Regions from separate parts of the Dromaius novaehollandiae genome. Here region 1 is linked to region 2. Evidence: chromatin contacts called from public Hi-C data. All regions are on one chromosome and are shown on one strand. Each heading gives the region's core, a stretch centred on a gene start, on an enhancer-like site or on the middle of the called end of the contact. The rest is flanking DNA. Distances are from core to core; before and after follow the strand shown. Region 1 overlaps PLD5 (phospholipase D family member 5). Region 2 has its middle 44 kb from the start of MAP1LC3C.

Region 1 (3,549 bases), core at 872-3,371, 170 kb after region 2:
GTAAGGAGACATGCATGCAGTTATATTTGACTTCACAGGGCAAAGATTAACTAGGCTACATAAGTCTCCAGGAATTCTAAAAGTCATTAAATGAAACTAAATATAAAACCTCAGAAATAACTACAAAACCCAGGAAATTTTTCAACAAAATACTCCAAATTATCTGATAATCTAATTCATAAAATACTTATTTTTCCCATTCCTTCTCAAAAAAACCTAGAAAAGGTCTAAATCCATCAGGATAACTGGGATCTATACAGAAAAGTAACATAGGTTTCCCCATTTCATCACGAGTGCGAAAGGAATAAACTAGCGCAGAACACAACATGGCTTTTCAAAATCTTTAGGCATCCAAGTAGCTTAAAATCCAGGCCCAAATATTTACAGTATGGAATTTGGCCTGTCTTGACCAGATAAACTTGAACAACAGAATTCTGGAATTTCCCGTTAAAGGCTTGCAGGACACAGAATGCTGTTTAAAACTACCAGCTAGGGGTTCGATGGCAGGAGAAAGGATTTAGTAGTGAACATCAGTTTCTTTGCTTCCGACTTTTCTCCATAGGAGCCTAAGAGACGACCAGAGCCACCAGACCTAATATTCTATGAGAGAAAGAACTGTGTTCCTCTTTTATTTTACTGTGACATTACTTTAATACAACAAATGTCAAGATTATACTTCAGACAGCACCTTCTTCATTTATTTAGGTTCTTTCACCAGGTCCATTACTTCAAAATAAGCTCTCTCGCTCGCTCTCTCTAACATCCTGGCTGCTTGTTGTAGATTTTGGCTGTCATTAACCCAATTAGTTTTGCACAATGAACATTTTTGTTTCAGAAAAGTAAGTCTCTATCTAGGATAGTTATGAAGCAATATTTCCAAAGTGCACTCTGCATGTAAATCAGTAAGGTGCTGTTCTTTCAGTGCTAAAAAATCACCTGAACACAGGCTCGGAAACAAAGGATTTCACCATGCCTCCAAAAATCTAAACCAGCCAAAGCTGAGTGACACAAGTGTAAATATCAGTATGCTTTTCCACTACTCATCAATTTCATTGGTGACATGGGAAAGGAATTGAAGTTGGAAAAAAAAAAAGTGCAAAGTTGGGAATACATAGAGAAAGGGGCACAGAGCAAGCAAGTAAGATAGAGTGCAGAAGAAAAAAGAAAAAGGCGAGGCAGAACAGCAATGGGTCCAGATCTGTTTCTTCTCTGAGGTATGCAGAATATAAAATTTAGCAGTTAGCACAAAACAAAAACAAATGACGTGCTATTCTTCCTCACAGGGAGCAATATTTCACTTCGCAATAAGCCTTACCAAAAATCTCACATATAAGCTACATCCTCACTCATACAATTCAATAGATTCATGTCAATGAGACTCTGAAGAGAGAAAGTCCTATGCTCTGGGAGGAATAATATAAAAGCATAGCCTCATACACTTCAGCTGATGTTCTGAAGTGAAAAGCAGAAGTTTAAGAAGTTCTCCTGGGCCTGCACCAAATAAAACTTTTATGGAAAATTCTACTTGTAGAGATTTGAAACTCATTCTGGCCCACTTTTTTTATTTTTTATTTAAATCCACGGAAATAGATTCAGATGTTACAAGTACAGCAGTGATGAAGATAGTGGAAGAACCTGTACAGAACAGCAGAGAATACTTGCCAAATAAGACTCTACTTAGCTGTAGCGATGGGATGAAATATGGCCCTAAAAGTTTAGCTATTTGCTAAAGACTGCGTGTATTACCCAGCCCTAAACTGATGTGCCAGTTCACAGATCATACTAGCATGGAGTGTGGCCCTATGCTCAGCAGGTGTCTGCTAGTTAAATGGGTAGTGCCAGTACACAGAGGATGATGGGTTTCACTGTCACTGAGACCAAACACTGCTTACAAGGTTCACAGAGACGTTTTCCCATTATTTGGTGAAAAGCTGACGGGGTATGTTAGAGGTGAGAACAGAAGAAATGCCATCATGCTGAAATAAATAAATAAAATGCAGCCTTCATATCTATCAGATGCAGCTGAAAAAACATATGAGTGCTGCCTCCCAGAGTCCAGCCGCCTGGAAACAAGGCTTGCTGCTTCGCTGCGATACGCTGATTCAGCGCCCAAGGAAAACATATCCAGGGGCTGTGAAACAACAACTACGCCGGCTGCTTCAGCCAACCACTATAGGGAGGGGGTGCGCAGTACCACCCCAGCTCCAGCTACGCACAGGCCTGCACCTCTGCTTTGCCACAGCTGGAGAACAGCATTGAAATGGAGCTGAAGCAAAGACCTCTCTCACAGGCCTGTGAATGCATGAGCTCGTAAAGAAAAACAGAGTTACGAGGCCCTCGCTATCTACCAGCCCCGAGATTGCAGTGCAGAGGCCCCAGAGGGCTGGGGGAGGCACCAGCGGGTGGCCCAGCACCACCCCAAAAGGGTGGGCAACCTCTCACACCCATCCCAAATATCAAGAGTGATGGAGAAGATGACACTGCTCCTTCACAGCCACAGCTGAAACAGTAGGACCAGCACCGCGTTCCTTGGTCTGGGTACTGAAACTAGCACACAACCGTAACGATGCCCTGAAGCAAGAAACAGTTTAAGGAGTCTTGTTTAAAGAAACTGAAGTTTTGGTCATGATATTTTGGTCATCAGTCACCGTCTGATTCTTAACGTGCCACTGCTTTGCAACATTTACAGGATGCTCACACCAAAGCATCCTTCCATTGCAAACTACCTCAAGAGATATTTCTTAAAAAAAAAAAAAAGCCAAATAAAGAGTCTCAGCCTATTTTTTAACCAAAGAAAAATACCTTTTTTCACATGTGTTAGCGAAGATGGGACTCAGTCTTAAAATATCGAACTTATCAGTGTAATACTTCATCAGCCAACAAAACGTTTCCATTACAGAGAAAAATGGCTATTAGAACAGTATTCCCCTAGTAGCCACCATTCCTAAAGAAACACTAACCAATATTCAAAATAGCACGTAAAAGCCTACCAGTCGATATAAATCAGCAAGTCTCCCGTTTTCCCTTTGCTTTCCAGCTGATTTCTGCCAAGCGTTTTCTACTACTTTCTCTTTCACCACTAGGGGGCGATACAGTCTTGCAAGGGCCCAGTTCTCCAGGAGCAGAACAAATACAGGGAACTGACAGAAAGTATGTCATCATCTTATAACAAGCACTTGAATTAACTTGATTCAGCTAAGCAAGAATGATCACAATATATGCTATTGACTATTTAATAAAACCGAGTTTTATACAAAAAAGCCTATGTAATGTATATACTGAAAAATAGCCAATTTTAAAAACTGCTAATCATTATTAATGTATTGGGTCTCCTAAGTAACAACATTAGCTGCATTGATGTAATTCAGTTTTGTTTCCATGTGAAATTATACATAATATAATTTTCCTGGATTATAACAGACATTTAGTTCTGCTGCAGTGGTCTGCCTGATGCCAATCTCAAATTTGGCTGGAAGAGGAAAGCAGCAGCAGAAAGATTGAAGTGGCCGCCACTAAGCTGAGAAGTCCGAGAGGTGCTCAAGCAGAGCG
Region 2 (3,369 bases), core at 725-3,224:
GTGAAAACTTAAAATACTTTAGAGAATAAGGGCAAAATTGAGATTTTTGCTCTAAAGATTTAATTCTCCAAGAACTCTGGTATCTTCCATACAGCTTGTTCCTGCCTAGCCAAAGACATTCTGAGTATGGTAAGAGACTACTATAGCCTTTTACTTGCTTGGAATACTCCTTAATTTTTGTTTATAATGAGTGGTGAATGTATGTCTTGCTTATTTCTGTTTTGTGGCCATGCAATATTCTCTGTATTATTTTGGATAGGTTCCGCATGACTACTCAGAAGGACAAAGCAATTAAAAAATAGACATTTACTTGGCCTGTCTTTAGCTAGCAGTCAGCATTAACATATGACAGTGTGTGAGACTGCATTCATCAGTGTTAATTTGCTAAAGATTTCCAAGTTCTATTTAAGGTGTCCGAGTCTGTAAAGGACCTCATAGATTTTTCCTTAAACGGTGCTGTTTTAATTCTACTGTCAAGTATGATGGGTAGCAGCAAAGAGCAGGGTCTCATATATAGGTGTCCCCCTCCAAACTAGTAAACACATCCCTCAGCATTTGGGAACATTACTACTTTCCATAGGTCCTCAGAAAAGGCAACTCTTCCCCACCTTATTTAGGCAGTATTGTTCAGCAGTGGGGGTAAGATCTACCAAAGGACATAGGTAGCAAAAAGCTGGATTTGTGTGCAAATTGTGTGTTGTCCGAAGCAACTGCAGAAGCTTGGAAATAAGTGATACCGTAAGCGATTTCTTATTATCCTCTACTATTAAATCAGTAGGGATTAATCTGAGCTGTTTTATGTCCTCTGAATCAGTTCTCACACGCTCAGCATGACACTGTTGAGGGCTGAAGGCATAACAGTTTTACAGCCTGTAAATTTGGGGGTTATAAAAACACTTTGCCCCAAGAATGAGATGCTCAGAATGTCTGGCATAGCCATGTTTCATCTATTACATTTTCCTGAATTTAAAATTACTGCTTTCTGTGCCCCAAGCTGCCTGAGTTTTGTTAGGGAGAAATACTTCAGTGATTACTGCACCCCTCCAAACATCTTAAACTAGGTATTCCCCCACATTAGAGGTCTGACCTAGAAAGGATGCTCCAATCACACCAAACACACATGGCTTCATGCAGAACACAGCTACTGCTGCTTTTGTTAACAACTGCTGGAAGGATGATAATGCTGCCTTCCCCCCTCACCCTGTAATACAGTAGTCTGTTGTCCAGCGCACCAGCAACAAAGCAGATCTCGCTTTGGTTCTCTCCCTTGCCTGTGAGGATTCACATCACAGCTCCTGCCTCTTAGCTATAGCTGGACTTCCAAATCGATATACTATGACACTGAATCACCTTTGTGGTCATTCTTCACCCAGAGAGGAAAACAGACAGCTCCCAACAGCCCACACACTTGACTTGCAACAAAAGTGAGAAAGTGCAATGCAAGTACTGTTTCTCTTGCTGCAGCAGAAGCTTCCTGTGGCCATGGGCAATGTGGGAAGGGATTATGGGCAGTATGTTGCATGTGGTTTAGGGACTGTTGCTCTAAGAGGTTCCAGCCGTGGTGATTATGCTGGGTTTGAAATTGCACGTGGCATGCTACCTCAGTTGTACTGGAAATTCTCCACCTGATCTTTTTGGCCCTTTAGAGTGATACATTTACTGCCTTCTCAATAATGTAGTAGCAGCTATAGCTGTAATTAGGATATAGTTTCAAATAAATGCCAAGGTTTGAAGGTAAGACACTTTAGGTATGATATGCAAATTGCTCTCGGATCAACGGCAGGTAGTCAGCCTTACTTAGCTGCAGTATCTGTTACTCTTGGCATTCATTTCCTGCAGTCAACTGTTAAACAACAGCTGTCCCACTTTAACGAGCTTTAAAAAAAAAGTACAACAGCTCATTATTTCTGTCTTTCCTATCAGGCCCATTTTAGATGCCCTCAGTTAGCAGCTCTTGTGATTCATGCCAAATGGAACTCATTTCCATGACTATTAGGATCATTTGCAGAGTGTTACACATAACACAGGACAGGTTTGCTGTGAGCCTTCTCTGAAAGCTTGTTTTTCTGTTGGCGATGGTCTGTATCACAGCAGCACCATGACCATCTGTGGATCTCCCTGCACCTGGGTGAACAGAAGCATTGTGTAAAAACCAGAAGGTTAAATGGAAAGATCTACTGCCAAGTGAAACCTATTTATTTTGAGCAGCATTCTTCTTTTAAATGTATTTGGTCCAACTCAAAATTGTATTGTGGCAGAAGCTGCTTTTTCTACCCTATATAGGACATCTGTACATACACCCCAAAGAGAAAGTACATTTCAGATGCATGAGGAGAATGAAATATGAAATGTGAATCTACTGGGTGAGTCTGAGAGAATTTTGCTCTAAGATTAAAAAATGGCACAATCTGAAGTTTAATGCTTTAAATACTGAAGCATGCCACCATTTTGAAGGCAGGACAAGGCATATACAGAGAAAGAAAAGTACTCAAGGCTTCTGGGGTTCTCTCCCAAGATGGGAAAGAGGGCATTCAGCTCCGTGTAGGTTCTTGCATAGTACAGAGCTGCTGAGACTCCTGTTCCACTGCTGTTCCCAGATTGCAGAGGTAAATGGGATAGCAAGGTTGTACCTATTCAGTATTGATGAGTGATGATTTATCATTTTGGCAACCTTCATTCATTGGCTTGGGGCATGCACTGTGCAGACTTTAATTTCACATAGAGATTAGGCACTCCCTGAGCATTTAAATGATAAATAAAGCCACAATTCCAAGTCAACAGAAACAGCAGTAAGGAGGTGATTAAAGTCATTAAAGGGGTTTACAAACTCAGGCGGATCTTTCTCCAATTACTTAATGAAACAAATACATTTCGGTTTCTATTAAGTCTTTTCAGGTTGCCTCCCTCAAGGCTCTGAGGGGTGTGAATAAGCAGGGATTATCATGGTCACTGTTCTGGTAGAAGAATGAGTAGTGAGTTCTGACCCAGTATGTATGAGTTACAGGGACTTGCTTTTGATCCTGCCTTGGAGAAGAAGGATGCCCTAGATAACCCATTGAGGTCCCTTCCAGACTTCCTGTGACTTTATCCCTCATTGCATTTGGATTGAATAAAGGCCACAGAACTTATAGGTGCAAATGACATAAGATGTTATCTTGGCCAACAAAGGATTTTTTTTCCCTTCAGTGTTTTTCCTGAGCTTTGTTCACCTTTCGCTGTGTGCCTCCAGAGCCTCCTGCTTGTTGTAACAGCCCTCACCAATTTCAGCTTTTCATTACACTTTCTTTCCCATAGATTAATCTGCTGCCCAAAGCTATAGCTTGAACAAGTCTGGGTACTGAAAAGAGATCTAAAATTAAATACCTGCAG

The links. Hi-C and Micro-C count contacts between places; a contact is called where the count stands out from the background.
Region 1: a contact with region 2 is called in a Hi-C map of brain, with 3 times the contacts expected there. The contact joins two enhancer-like sites. A contact is called at or near these places in 2 of 4 Hi-C or Micro-C datasets (brain and liver).

The regions. Positions count from the first base shown.
Region 1 is chr3:87,418,765-87,422,313 of bDroNov1.hap1, forward strand. The region is part of intron 1 of PLD5 (phospholipase D family member 5); the gene reads right to left. Among named protein-coding and RNA genes, the nearest start is that of PLD5, 31 kb to the right of the region's middle. Within about 2 kb of position 2,122, at least 1 of the 2 cell types and tissues checked has open chromatin away from gene starts, as enhancers often do.
Region 2 is chr3:87,244,332-87,247,700 of bDroNov1.hap1, forward strand. No RefSeq gene overlaps it. Among named protein-coding and RNA genes, the nearest start is that of MAP1LC3C, 44 kb to the left of the region's middle. Within about 2 kb of position 1,975, at least 1 of the 2 cell types and tissues checked has open chromatin away from gene starts, as enhancers often do.